Regions from separate parts of the Mus musculus genome. Here region 2 is linked to region 1. Evidence: chromatin contacts called from public promoter capture Hi-C data. All regions are on one chromosome and are shown on one strand. The core of a region is the stretch at or near the end of the contact, and the rest is flanking DNA. Distances in the headings are between cores, read along the strand shown. Region 1 holds the start of Lsmem1 (leucine-rich single-pass membrane protein 1). Region 2 holds the start of Lrrn3 (leucine rich repeat protein 3, neuronal).

The links. Capture Hi-C pulls out chosen DNA fragments and counts their contacts.
Region 2: a promoter capture Hi-C map of adipose tissue shows a contact between it and region 1. The contact joins the promoter of Lrrn3 here to the promoter of Lsmem1 in region 1. A contact is called at or near these places in 2 of 39 promoter capture datasets (the 3T3-L1 cell line and pre-B cells), 1 of 115 datasets of contacts at active chromatin or transcription factors (astrocytes) and 1 of 9 other capture datasets (adipose tissue).

What each region holds. Positions count from the first base shown.
Region 1 is chr12:40,194,372-40,202,021 of GRCm38.p6, reverse strand. It overlaps Lsmem1 (leucine-rich single-pass membrane protein 1), which reads left to right and starts at 2,707. Exons shown (of 4, transcript NM_001033437.2): 1 at 2,707-2,815.
Region 2 is chr12:41,481,843-41,489,492 of GRCm38.p6, reverse strand. It overlaps Lrrn3 (leucine rich repeat protein 3, neuronal), which reads left to right and starts at 3,436. Exons shown (of 2, transcript NM_010733.3): 1 at 3,436-3,922. All of the region lies in intron 4 of Immp2l (IMP2 inner mitochondrial membrane peptidase-like (S. cerevisiae)), which reads right to left.

The DNA.
Region 1 (7,650 bases), core at 1,458-3,957:
GCGTTTTCCGCCTGCCTTTCACGTTTCTGTTTATATACACTGATAGCAATAGCTTGGTTTACTGGTTTTAGGCATTGTTTAACTGAATAGGAGACGAGTTCTCACAGCAGTTTATTTGGGGGGGAGTTAAGCATTTGCCTTAAGGTGGTACTTACTTGTCCTGGACTTTCACACACGATGCTTGCCCTCAACTCTTTCCTAACTAAAGACATGTATACAATTTGGTTCATTGTTTATCAGTCAATGCAGGTTAGTTTCTCTCGCCCACGAGTGCAAGTGGCTTCGTGAAACATCCCAGTTATCCTTTGGATTGATGTTCAAGTCAGAGTTCACACTAACCAGAGTTTCTTAGGAATGAATACAAAAAGCGTCAATCGTTTAAGGTCTTAACTGGAAGTTTGATTTATGTATTTCTGTGTAGAACATCAAGTTCAGAATTAAACATTGGGCGATTCAATTTTGGGAGGTTTGCTTTTCTGATTCATGAAATGTTGAGATGTAAATAATTTTGTTTTTGTCTTTTGTGCTTAAAATTGGGTAGATAGCATGCCTGGTGGGCTGAGTAACCTGGAAGTTTTTCACACACTCGATTTCATTCCTTAGAGCTAAAATGACTTTGGGCCTTATGTTTGCAATGTCTTCTTCCTTAGAGTCGTCTCTCTAACATTTTCAGTCACGGTCTACCTTGTCTGGCTCACATACAATGACTTACCTTGGTTGAGTCCATACTTAACTCTTCCGTCCCAGCCCAGCTCGGAGCCTACTTCAGCAGCATTAGTTGGTTCATATACCCGCAAGTCCAGGCATCTTAGTTTCCCACCACAGTCACATTGTTTGAACTCTGGTATTTATTCCTATTTCCATCTTGTGGCATATTCCTATGCTTTTTTTTTTTTTTTTTTTTTTTTTTTTGTTTAGTTAGGGTTTGAGGAATGAGAAATAAGCACTTAACCCATGCTTGAGATTACAAAGATGGAAATCTTAAGAATTCATTGAGTAACTTCTGCTGGCAACGATTGCTAAGAACCTGATGTTTAAGAATTGAGTTGAAAGTAGTGCCAGCCAGCCAACCACTGATTCTCAGCCAAATTACTGTAGCACAAGAATTAATTTCAAAACAATAGACTCAACTCTATGATGGCTGGGAATTGACTGGATACCATGAGGGGCATTTGAAAGAAATGTAAGGCCCTAGACATGTTTTCTACTGATTCAAAAAGCAGCATTTCAGTATTAAGAGAGCCGTCATATTCTGGTCAAGTCGTTGTCTACGAGTCAAAGTAAAGCCAGGTGCCTTCAGACAGGTTTGATGGATGGACACATGCATGGGGTTGTCTCATCGCTGCCACTTTACCCTCCCTGGCAGTGGAGGCTGTTTCCCATCTCTGGAGGACTAGTACTTGAGGTTATAATGTTAGAAGAAGGGGAAAACAGCCATCAAAACTGAAGCAAGTACTTCTGAGATGATAGGGGATTTGGGACAGATTGGGTAGTTAGAAGAGTTTTGGTTTTTGACCTGCATGACTAGATGATGGGAACATCTTCATTTTTTCTGAGCTTAGTTTTAATACAGGTGACAGCACTTAATGATAAAGGTATCAAGTGCATGGTCTTCTTGGTTCTCAAGCTATGGGAAGACCAAAAAATGTGAGATTCCTGTTCTCTGACAGTATAATAATGTCCCTAAAGAACCGTGTAAGAGAAGCTGGAACACACAGAGCTATAGAATGAGCGGGCACTTGTGAGCGAAGGCAGATCTTAAACAACTGCAAGTCTGTTTTCATCCAAACTGTGTGTGATCTGGCACCCGGAGCTTGCAGGCCCCAGCTCTCACTGTAGTACCTATTGTGTACACCAGAGGGCAGAAACTGCCTGCCACTTGTGGAAAGGAAACAAGGCTGCTATTTCCAAAAGGCAGGTGCGCTTCTGAAGCCCATTTTGGATGGAATGCTGAAGTGTGCAATCTTTGCACCCACAGACACTTTTTGTAAAGCTAATTGAAAGCCCAGGAGTCCCCGGACCTGCTGCTATAGTTTAGATCTCTGAAGTCTCCTTAAAGAAAAGTGTAGAAGGCTTGCATGGTCACCAGCCTGGAACCGCTGGAGAATGGTGGATCTTTAGGTGTGAGGCTTGGTTGAAGACAAGTCTTTGGCCCTTTCCTCTCAAGCCTCTTCTTTCAGCTGTACCTGTTACCATGTTTTCTATTTCTGCAAGCCTAGATCAGAGGTCTGAAACGGGGGGCGGGGGGGGGGGCTAGTATAAAGCTGACTTATTTTGGATACAGGGATGGAAATCTAACACATCAGCCACTCCGCTAGTTGTGTTATCACAGCTATCCTCCCTGTTTACTGAGGTCTCTGCACACCAGATGTCCCAGTGGCAGCTCCTGCCTGCTGCAGGGTATTTATACACAGGAGCACAGCACAGCAGAAGCGCTAGCTAGGAAATGTGCTGTCAGACGATACAGCCACTTCCACTGAGTAAGGACTTTCAACTTGAGCTTCATATGAACCACATCAGTTACCAACTGAATCCAGGCTTGCCGGTCTGTTGTTTTAAAGCAAAGCTTCACCAATTCGTATCTTAAACTCGGACATGAGAGCGGAAGCCACTGCAGGGAATCTTGTTATCGCTTGGCTACATTTACACTAAATATAGACCACCAATTATGTGCTGGGTTTACGGGCCTCAGGGGAGCACTTGTGAGCAGCAGGAAGATTAAGAGCGAACTACAGAACTGGTAGAAAGTTTGGCTGTAGTTGTTCCTGAGTAGTTGTCTTTTCTAGGAAACCGAGCATTGGAGGCTCACGTCTTTGTAAGTAATTTGCATGCTATTTCTTACTGAGACCGAATGATGATTTTTGAGTCCTTGGGGTTTTGATTGCATGTATTCTGTGCTTTTCGACTGCTCATAGAAAAGATGTAGACTTGATTTTTAAAATTACCTCCTGACTTGGAGGCATGAACTCAGGAATGCCGTTCATACGTGGCCGTGGCTCACTCAAGGAAGCATCGTATTAAGCTTTGAGTTCAGCCTTCATTGGTAAACAATTCTGAGTTCGTAGCATACAATATGGTTTTCTGCTTTGATACCAATACCTGCAGGGAGAATGTACAATGAGTTTTTTTTTTTCAGAGACAATTTTTATTTGTTGAAGTGTCCTACTGGTAGAGAATCAAGCAATTATTAGATGATGAAAGGCTCAGCTGTTAGCAGTGATCAAGAACACGGGAAAATGAAACTACTTACGTGTCTGAGTTCCAGGATCAGAAAAGAATCTGCCCAGTGGAGCTCGGCAGGAAGGCCAAGTTAGTGCGACACGGAATAGGTAGTGACACTCTGCAGCGGCCTCGGTGGTTGTTTCTGAATGCCCTCATTTCAGCTTCCAAAGATAGCAAGGGCTGGTGTTGACAGCTGTGGGTTCTGGTTTTCAAGGTGTGTCCTTGTATCCGTTTACTGGCAGAGTCCCTCAGAAGCCACCTGCAGGCCCTTGGAGCCCATGAATCACACTGCCTTTTTTTCCTCTACTAGCTTGTCTTTCATTTTAACATGTCGCAACACTGAAAAGGCTTATTGAAAAAACATCTACCAACATTGTGAGCTCGCTGTAAAGATGTCTCCTTCTAGAGGACTCCATTATTTACTTGGTCTATTTTAGATTTAGAAAAAAAATCTTGAACAAATTTTATGACAGATTTTATTCTAAATTATGTGTGTGGGCGGGGCATGTTTATGCCACAACACTTACTTGGAGGTCAGAGGACAAGTTGCAGGAGTTGGTTCCCATCGAACAAAGGTGAAGGAGATTGAGTTCTGGCTACCAGGCTTAGTGCCATGTCTCCGTAGCTTAGCTATCTTGGCATCGCCTTCTTAGTCTGTGGCAAGCAAAGTTTAGTAACTGGACTATTACTTTAAAAGTAGGACCTTTTAGCAGTGACTTTTGTAGCTAGTCTTCCTCTCCTCCTCCTCCTCCTCCTCCTCCTCCTCCTCCTCCTCTTCTTCTCCTCCTCCTCCTCCTCCTCCTCCTCCTCCTCCTCCTCCTTCTTCTTCTTCTGCTCTCTCTCTCTCTCTCTCTCTCTCTCTCTCTCTCTCTCTCTCTCTCTCTCTCTCTCTCAACAGTAGTGACATTCCTGAGGGTGAAATAGCTATTAAGTCAGATTCAGAAATAAACTGTGTCTCTGTTACCATGCCCAAAATAGAAGCTGAGTTTGTAACAATGATCCTACCATGTGACCACATGCACCTATTTTTTTCCTGGTCCCCTCCACCCCCACAGAAAATGGTGTTTGGAATAATAAAGTATAAGCAGGTGATGAAGAAAGCACTTCCAAAAATGTGGCTTCAAGCCTGGTGCCCTGGCATCCAACAGCACTTCAAGGGCATGGCTTATCTTCTAAGGGGTGAGGTTTGCTCTCTGAGGCACTTTCCTTCCCTTCACAGCTGCTGCTGGTCTTGTTTTTAACTGTATCCTGTCATTCTTTTAAGACTGCCCCAATGCAGGATATTTGAAGTACAATAATTTCAATATTTAAAGCACTTTATAGTAATGACTCCATACATGCATTCTTTCCAATTAACATGTCAGGATAATTAAAACATACAGTTTGAATTTATGAGAAAAAAATCAGTGCATGACTTTTGGATCTTTTTTTTAACCTTGAATATTAAATACATCTTATTGTATATTTTCTTTATTTACATTTAAAATGTTCTCCCCTTTCCCGATTTCCAGCCCCCACAGAAGCCCTCCTTATCCCATTTCCCTCTCCCTGCTTCTATGAGGATGCTCCCCCACCCACCCACCCACCCACTCCCACCTTCCCACCCTGGCATTCCCCTACACTGGGGCATCAAGCCTTCACAGTACCAATTGCCTCTCCTCCCTTTTGATGCCTGACAAGGCCATCCTCTGCTACATATGTGGCTGGAGCCATGGGTCCCTCCATGTGTACTCCTTGGTTGGTGGTTTAGTCCCAGGGAGCTCTGGGGTGTCTGGTTGGTTGATATTGTTGTTCTTCTTATGGGGTTGCAAACCCCTTCAAATCCTTCAGTCCTTTCTCTAACTCCTCCCTTGGAGACCCTATGGGGACCCCATGCTCAGCCCAATGGTTGGCTGCAAGCATCTGCCTCTGTACTTGTCAGGTTCTGGCAGAGCCTCTCAGGAGACAGCTATATCAGGCTCCTGTCAGCATGAACTTCTTGGAATCTACAATAGTATCTGTGTTTGGAGACTATATATGGGATGAATCCCCAGGTGGGGCAGTCTCTGGATGGCCTTTCCTTCAGTCTCTGCTCCACACTTTGTCTCCATATTTGCTCCCATGAGAGTTTTGTTCCCCCTTCTACACCCACACTTTGGTATTCCTTCTTCTTGAGCTTTGTGTGGTCTTTAAATTGTATCTTGGTATTCTGAGCTTTTGGGGCTAATATTCACTTATCAATGAATGCATACCATGTGTGTCCTTTTGTGATTGGGTTACCTCACTCAGGGTGATATTTTCTAGTTCCATCCATTTGCTTAAGAATTACATGAAGTCATTGTTTTTAATAGCCGAGTAGTACTCCATTGTGTAAATGTACCATATTTTCTGTATCTATTCCTCTGTTGGAGGACATCTAGGTTCTTTCCACCTTCTGGCTATTATAAATAAGGCTGCTATGAACTTAACAGAGCATGTGTCCTTGTTATATGTTGGAGCATCTTTTGGGTATATGCCCGGAAGTGGTATAGCTGGGTCCTCAGGTAATACTATGTTCAATTTTCTGAAGAACCACCAGACTGGTTTCTTTTTTTGTGTGTGTCTGTGTGTGTCTATATTTTAAATACTTTTTATTAGGTATTTTCCTCATTTACATTACCAATGCTATCCCAAAAGTCCCCCATACCCTCTCTCCCAATCCCCTACCCACCCACTCCCCCTTTTTGGGCCTGGCGTTCCCCTGTACTGGGGCATATAAAGTTTGCAAGTCCAATGGGCCTCTTTTTCCAGTGATGGCCGACTAGGCCATCTTTTGATACATATGCAGCTAGAGTCAAGAGCTCCGGGGTGCTGGTTAGTTCATAATGTTGTTCTACCTATAGGGTTGCAGATCCCTTTAGCTCCTTGGGTACTTTCTCTAGCTCCTCCATTGGGGGCCCTGTGATCCATCCAATAGCTGACTGTGAGCATCCACTTCTGTGTTTGCTAGGCCCCGGCATAGTCTCACAAGAGACAGCTATATCTGGGTCCTTTCAGCAAAATCTTGCTAGTATATGCCATGGTGTCAGCGTTTGGAAGCTGATTATGGGATGGAACCCTGGATATGGCAGGCTCTAGATGGTCCATCCTTTTGACACAGCTCCAAACTTTGTCTCTGTAACTCCTTCCATGGGTGTTTTGTTCCCAATTCTAAGGAGGGGCAAAGTGTCCATACTTTGGTCTTCGTTCTTCTTGAGTTTCATGTGTTTAGCAAATTGTATCTTATATCTTGGGTATCCTAAGTTTCTGGGCTAATATCCACTTATCAGTGAGTACATATTGTGTGAGTTCCTTTGTGACTGGGCTACCTCACTCAGGATGATACCCTCCAGGTCCATCCATTTGCCTAGGAATTTCATAAATTCATTTTTTTAATAGCTGAATAGTACTCCATTGTGTAGATGTACCACATTTTCTGTATCCATTCCTCTGTTGAGGGGCATCTGGGTTCTTTCCAGCTTCTGGCTATTATTAATAAGGCTGCTATGAACATAGTGGAGCATGTGTCCTTCTTACCGGTTGGGACATCTTCTGGATATATGCCCAGGAGAGGTATTGCAGGATCCTCCGGTAGTACTATATCCAGTTTTCTGAGGAACTGCCAGACTGATTTCCAGAGTGGTTGTACAAGCTTGCAATCCCACCAACAATAGAGGAGTGATCCTCTTTCTCCACATCCTCACCATCATCTACTGTCACCTGAATTTTTGATCTTAGCCATTCTGACTGTTGTGAGGTGGAATCTTAGGGTTGTTTTGATTTGCATTTCTCTGATGATTAAGGATTCTGAACATTTTTTCAGGTCCTTCTCAGCCATTCAGTATTCCTCAGGTGAGAATTCTTTGTTTAGCTCTGAGCTCCATTTTTTAATGGGGTTATTTGATTTTCTGGAGTCCACCTTCTTGAGTTCTTTATATATATTGGATATTAGTCCCCTATCTGATTTAGGATAGGTAAAGATCCTTTCCCAATCTTTTGGTGGCCTTTTTGTCTTATTGACGGTGTCTTTTGCCTTGCAGAAGCTTTGCACTCTCATGAGGTCCCATTTGTCAATTCTCGATCTTACAGCACAAGCCATTGCTGTTCTATTCAGGAATTTTTCCCCTGTGCCCATATCTTCGAGGGTTTTCCCTACTTTCTCCTCAATAAATTTCAGTGTCTCTGGTTTTATGTGGAGTTCCTTAATCCACTTAGATTTGACCTTAGTACATGGAGATAGGAATGGATCAATCCACATTCTTCTACATGATAACAACCAGTTGTGCCAGCACCATTTGTTGAAGATGCTGTCTTTTTTCCACTGGATGGTTTTTGCTCCCTTGTCAAAGATCAAGTGACCATAGGTGTGTGGGTTCATTTCTGGGTCTTCAATTCTATTCCATTGGTCTACTTGACCAGACTGGTTTCTAG
Region 2 (7,650 bases), core at 2,187-4,686, 1.3 Mb before region 1:
CCTGACTACTTCTCTCAAAGGAAAACACACAGGCAGATAAATAAATCCTAGGATGGAATGACTGCAAAGATGTCTCCAATTAATATCTCCAGCTACTAAACCCACCAAATGTACATCCTATGCTATTCTAACACAGTGACGAAGGCAGGACTCTTCAAGCACAATTTAAGGATTAATTGTTCATTCACGCATTCAACTTTCCTGCAGGTCATTTTAATTAAATAAAATCCTCATGTGGTGACTGCTATAATAGAGGTACACAATATAGATAAAATCTACACTCATTATGTAGTGAGTCTGAGATGTACAATCCCTATCACTATGTACATACTGTAAGGGAAATACAGAAAGAAAGAAGGGGAGAAAAAGAAGAGAGCAGGGAGGAGCATGGAAGAAGGAGCAAAGAGAAGAAGCACCCTTGTCAATCATCCACTAGATTACAGGGTGATGGAGCTGGGACCTGCTCAGGACTTGAGGCACTCTGCCTCTGGCTCTCTTCCAGCATCTATGTGTAAGTTAAACATGTCTTATGATTTTCTACAATAATGGTTCTCAACCTTCCCAATGCTGGGGGACTTGAAGTGCTTCCTTTTTGTTGCTACGTCATAAATGTAACTTTGCTACTGTTATGAATTATAATGTAAATATCTAATATGCAGGATATTGAACATGGGACCCCTATGAAAGGGTCATTTAACTATCAAAGGAGTCATAATCTACAAGTTGAGATCAATTTTTATAGGCCATTCCTATTCCATACTGTGTCTGTTTTCTGATGACCACAAGCAATTTTAGGACATGTAATGCTCTTAAATCTTTGCATCCCTCAGCGGGATATCCTCATATGGTGCTTCGAGGGGACACCTAATAATACTGCATTGAATGACTGTCTTCCCCGGTAAGTTAAGGAATCCCCAAATATACTTCGATTCCAGCTGCTGATAATTTTAGCAGGAGGAAACCTACAGCCAGAGAGAGTTCTCATCTTCTTCATTCATAGCCAGAGTAATTCTCTCCCTTCTAATAAAAACTCATTTCTAATACCCCATGATATTACACTTAAACACAAGTACGATATACTTTTGATCTATCATGTACCTATATTCAAAGAGCACTCACATTTCTTACATTTGAAAATACAGCAAACATTCATTTGGTAAAAACAGTTTTCTAGGAAATTATTATTATATAAGGCAGTTTTTGAAATAGTATTCAATCCTAATTAATTATAAAAACATTTTCATGAACTTATAAATATGTTTGGATTTAAGTACTACCTGTGATTATTAATTTTATTTTTTAATGTTTATTTTTTATTTTCTGTCATTACAGATAGTTGTGAACTGCCAGGAATTGAACCCAGGTCCTCTGGAAGAGCAGTCAGTGCTCTTAACCAGTTGAGCCATCTCTCTAGGCCCCTACTAGTTTTATTTTTAAAAGTTATTTTTAACATGTTCGAGCCTCACAACTTATCTTCATTATGAGAGCACATTGTAATCAATACATTATAATAATCAACAGATTACTAGATTTGTTGATTATATAATTAATAACAATCGAAATAAAGTGCTTAAGGAGTTGGTACAATATAAAAGGAATTTTTTTCAAATAGTTGTTACAATTATAGCACAATTCTCCATGTATATACTCTAAAAATATTCAAATTGAGTGGAAAAATTCAGTACGTTTCAAGTGAAGAAAGTAAAATTAGGCTATTAAGTTATATGCGATGCACTCCAATGTAACAGCCCAACACTCATCCTCCTCCCATACCTGTGAGTGGACACTCAAGTACCTGTAAGTGTCTGGTGAGAGGATAACACTCAGAATTGGATGCCATTTGGCCAATGAAGAAGCCACTTTGGTTTAGCATTCATGCTTATCAAAAAGATTAGAGTTTATCAATTATATATTAAAATAAAAATATTCTGAGGAACACCTACCATACCAGCATTCAAATTGCCTAGGCAGAAGATAAAGGCCCTGACTCCGTCAACAAATTGATCAATACAACGAATAACTAAAGCATTGGTAGATTTTGTTTGTTTGCTTTTGTAAAGAAAACTGTAACATGAAAGCGTTTGGTGGTCAAAAGACAATGTTAGTGAGGCTAAGCTTCCAGGCATACGGTCATGGCGCAGAACACCGGTTTAAGTCACTTCAACGACACCTTAAGAAACAATTAGTGCTAATGCTTTTGCTTTTTGTTGTTATTCCCCCCTCCCCCAGTAAATCTAATAAATGCCATTTCCTTTTCCTCCACTAGAGGGCAGTCTATCAAAGCAAGGGGAGACTCAGATAAGGCAGCTTTGGACCTGTTGAAAATTGTTCCCATGTTCCACTCCTCTCAGGAGGTCTCTCTAGTATACTGTCTGGAAAGCATGCCCTTATATTCTTCTATTTGTCATGGTTGTTCTGGAGCTGAACACATGACCACGCTGGCATGATTTCTAGTCTAAATATTCCAAATGTTTTACATATAATTCCTATTGAAAACATTTTCCTAGTTAAGTAGCCATTCAGAGTTGATAGCCGTAAGTGCAAAAAGAGATAATTTAACTGTTCAGTCTATTGTAGAGGAAAGGATCCCTGAGTTATTACTAATAAATCATACATCTAAAACGCATACACAGGCGCACACACACACATACATGTACATCTGGATGCAGGCACAAGCAATGCCACATACAACACATGTCCGATGTGTGGCATCAGATTTGTTATACCATGTATAGATAAGTAGTTATAATTGGAAAAGTTTATTTTGTATATGCTTCTCCTTACATACCATTGTTGTGAGTATTGGAGAAGCAAATATTTGTTGTAATTTTAAGAAATGTCATTGTAAAACCTAAACAAATACGCAAACAAAAAATAAACCCACACACAAAGTACCAACAAGAAAAATGGAAAGAAGGAATGGAGGGAGGGAGGGAGGGAGGGAGAGAGAGAGAGAGAGAGAGAGGGAGAGAGAGAGGGAGAGAGAGAGAGAGTGAAAGAGAGAGAGAGGCTATTAGCTGCATGCACATAGGCTGATTTAAGTAGGATCTGTAGGGAAACAAACAAGGGGCAGGAGAGCTGCAGGCTGCAGGCTGAAATGTAAAGCCACTGCTGAACTTCACAGACAGGGAGGCAGAGTCACTATCAAGTATTTTTAATATTCAGGAAATCCTTGTTCATAAGTGTTTCCTGTCTTATCTCAGAGGAAATGAAAAACAGAAAAACAAAACAAACAAAAACCCCACCGTTTCTCCAAATGACTGATCACATTCCAAATGGGAGAACTTGTTGAAAAGCGCTGCACATTGCTCCAAAAGGAAAAGAAAAAACAGGAAAGAAAATGATTCCAAGGAAAAATATGCAAGCCTGTTTCATTTATTTGTACCCTAAGCAGCACTGTCATAGGACAGACAGGCTGCTTCAGCCAACCAGGCTGGAGCAGCTGCGAGTGCTACATCTTGGCAGTCTGAAGCGATTGGCTCCTCTCTGGGGAGTGGAGGGTGTTCAGTTATTAATGACCGCTGAGCAGGCAGCACCGTGTCAGTGTGACAACTGATCTGGTGAACGATGCACCACTAACCACCATGGAAACGAGGAGAAATAACGCCAGCTAGCAGGATCTCTCTTCACGGGATTGAGAGGCTCAGCCTGCTGCTGCCGGAGAGAGTTCCAGTCAAAAGAAGGAATCCTAGCTGCAGGCTCCTGCCTTCCTTTATATTTTAGAAAAAGAGAGAGAGAGAAAGAGAGACACCATTGCTTGCATGTGTGCATATCTATAGTATGTAATTGTGTGTACTTTATTACACATACATATGCACCTATTTATACTGGGGCAAGAAGACAGCCATGTGATTATTTCAGCCAAGGAACTGAGCAAGCAGGGGCACCGGAGGAGGGCTATCCCTGCATCTGCTAAGGCAAGGTAAGTTTAAAATATACCTATCTGTTTAAATGTTCCCTATTTCGTGTTTTTGTTGGTGCCGGAGTTTTTACACATCAGTTCTCCTTTGATGTTTTCCCCTTGTCTGAATTCTAAGGGCATTTTTCTTTGCATTTCACTTTTGAGTGAACATGCAAACCCCGCCGGCTCTGTGTGTGCCTAGCTGCGTTCGTGGGATTCTCAAGCAGGCATTTTACTAGCTTGAATGCCCATCAGAGGATGTGAGTGGGAGAGAAAAGCAGTGCCGGGGGAGGAGAGAGAGAGGAGGGAGAGAGAAGAGACGGGGACTGAGGCAGAGAAAAGAGAACAGAAGGACCAAGAGAGAAGCAGGGAGAGAGAGGGGAAGGAGACAGAGAGGCTGGCAGAGGAGGCAGCGGGAGAGAGGGGAGAAGGAGAGAGAAACAGAGGGAGATGGAAAAATCAGGGTCCTTTGCCCCCACAGCTCTTGTAACGAAAAGCAGATCACTCATATTTCTCTGTTCTGAAGCCAATGAGGCGTTGTCCCCCCACCCCCCAGCCCGCCCCAAGGGATGAAGATTTAAGGGGGATGCTGTAGTGTGTCAGGAGTGAAGGGCACCAGGCAGAGTAGCAGAATGAGCATATCACAAACCGGTATTGAATTTCTGCCAGGCTACATCTTCCCGATTGTGGTAAATGACTTCCCTTTAATAACATCCCATCCCCTCACTGCTCTGAGGGGACAGTGCAAGCGTCTGATTGCTAATGCAGCCCAGGAAGCTACCATGCTAGGGAAACCAGGAGATGAACCAGGAGAGCTCTAGTCACCTTTGGTAATTGAACAGCATCGCGGTAGTATGGCTTCAAAGTACATTTCCTATTTATGAAGACTGTTTGCTCTCACTGAGCCGGGTGGCTTAACTCGGCTTTAATTTATTCATTTTTAACAATATGTCCTTGTTTCTGTGCCTCTAATCTTAGTGAAAGCAGGCTATGATCACGAGTGAGAATCTTCCTAGTTTAGCGAAAAGGAGACCAGTGTGATAGATAGAAAAATAAGTACAAATTTAAAATACTTATCAGGAAAAGAGTGTGCCCTGGTACGACAAATATTACTTGTGCACTGAGTTCCTCATCCTTGGTTCCAGAAGCAACGCCTTTGAGACAGAATTACTGTCAGTCAACTCAGAGCGTCCATGGAGTGATGATTCATGGAATACTCTGTGGACCGATTTTTACTTCCAATCTTGTAAGAGGAAGCCAGCTACTTAGAATATGCTCTCAAAGCGACACCACCAATTGAGGGTGGCTGTGGAAATCTTCACTGCCCTGCTAATGGGTCCTGTGGAGACATTAAAACAAACCCAGGGTTCATATTTCATCTGCTGGAGCTTTCTCCTCTCTTCTCTTAGTTCAACTCACAGTTATCGGAGTCTGCTTTGAAAGTGGGTGCTATTCTTTTCCCAAACTGTGATTTCAGACTTACTAGGTTCCTAGCCTATGACAGATGGCAGAACAGAAAGACAATAAGCAGCCACTTAGATCCTGCCACCTTCCCATCAATGTGTCAAAAAAATGAGTCGGTTTACAATATGTAACGTAAGGAGTCAATTAATTCCAGCGACCTCTGTAAACGACGACAATAAAGCAGTCTGACACTCTGCCGCTGCCTTCGATTTTCCCTCTGTGAAATGAACAAGTTTCAGGAAAGGGTTCCTGCTCGGAGTGAAAAATGAAAGGGGCTGAAGCATTAGCTAGCAATATTGGCAGCCTGGCTCGCGCTGCCTCCAACGCCACATGCAATCTATACAAAAACCACAATGATTTATTACTGGGAGGAAAGCTGTTGCATTTGCTTTTCTCCTATTCATTAGAACTGCTGCTGTTGAAACAGATTGGATCCGTTATTTTGAGGTAGCACCTAACTTCCTGAGCGAGCGAGAGGGAGGGCGGGCAGTAGAAGCTCGGCTCCTCGGCTCCAACGCCTGTAATGTAGCACTGCAGTGTGGATGTCAGCTTTTGCCCAGACCCTTTTCCTGGGAAAGTTTTCATACCAAAGACAAGCACATATATCCTTAAATCTTACCCAGCCTAATTTTAAATTACAACCAATAACAGTTAAGAACAGCGGACTCCCTCTTCAATCTTAAGATGTCCTTATACATATTCTGTGTATCAGCGGTACCCATTTGGATCTGAAAATTACTGGCACTCCAGGCCCTGGGTGGTGTCCGGATGTATCAGTGAGTTTGGTGATATGGTAACCCACCCGTGCTGGTGATGGGCACACAGGCATGTCCAGGAGATATGACCACCCATGCTCTCAGCAGTTATGAAACAGAATTGGAAATGATAGCTCTATAGCAAGCCGCAAAGGGCCATCTTTCCAGGATGCTGCTTGTCACAGGCAGAGTGCTAAGTTAGAATGCTGGTGAGTAGGTGGACTTTTTCTTTGATGGCTGCAGTTGTTGCTGCTGTTAATGGTTTAATAAAGTGTATCACCTGCTTTCTAGGGCAGCAGTTTAGGGATGATGAAAAGGTAATCAATTTACAAAACACTAATGTACTTACTGATGTTTTGTTCCTATTTTTACATTTCCTGCTTCTGCCCCAAATCGGATTGAAGTTGCAATTTTCCCTTACTCTTATGTTTTCCTCTCTCTGGTGTAAAATTACTGTTGAACATAACATTGGTGCTCACTGCAAGCTAAGGCAGTGGATCAGAAAGGGCTGTAACCAAAGGCATGTTTTAAGTGAAATGTTAGTGCTAAGCTGGTGGATCTAAAATTCATTAAAAGGAAGCTATAAGCATTGTCAAAAGTGTGCCCCCACTTCAAACCTGAGTAACTGTACCCCCAAAAATAACTGAATAAAAAATATATGGTTCTAACCTATCTTGAGAAACAATGTCTGTGGATCATGGAATATAGTCTATATGGCTTTAGTTTTGAGTGCTGAGCTATTTATGAATTGCTTTTTTGTTATCTGAAAACAAACAGCAATAAATACTATAAAATTTATCTACATTGTCAATACAGAGCTTTCATACTGCCTATACAAGGAACACTTAGGAAAACTTCTCTGGGTACCATCAGTACACAGGACAGCACAGCATCCCACGCCTCATGTAAAGTGTGTCTAGGATGAAGAACATTATGACATCTAATCCCCTGGTAACAATGTAAAAAGGAAATAAAATTCCAGTATGAAAAAGTAGATGCGACCAGTGGATGAGAAAAATAACATGGAGAAAAAAAAAAGTTTCCTTTCAGCTGACAGAAGGAGTACAGAATCTCCAAAGATACTGTTTGGAAGTCAATCAGTACAAGGTTAGTGAGGAAAACTTAACAGTTACCTCAAAGCTTAGTGAAGTACAGTATCTATCTACTGGTCACTTACTATATTTGAATAAATGTGTAGTTTGTACACACCTGTTTGCTATCATATTCATTCATCTTTAGACCATAAAGAAGGCCTATTGCTTCTAAAGAGACCATTAAATATTTCACACAATTATACAGTCTCAGCACGGGAGAATAAAACATGGTATCTTCATAGACTAACTGCATATTAGAATAAAAAGCAATGCCTCCAATATGTTCATTTGATATGTGAAGAGGCCCAGAGAGTTTAACATTTTTATTAGTATAGTGAAATAAAATGTCATTAGACCTTAAATTTGCTCAGCTGCTTACTAGAGAGTTCTAGAGAAGAAACCCTTTGTGTGTTCATTCAATTATTCAAAGTTGGCT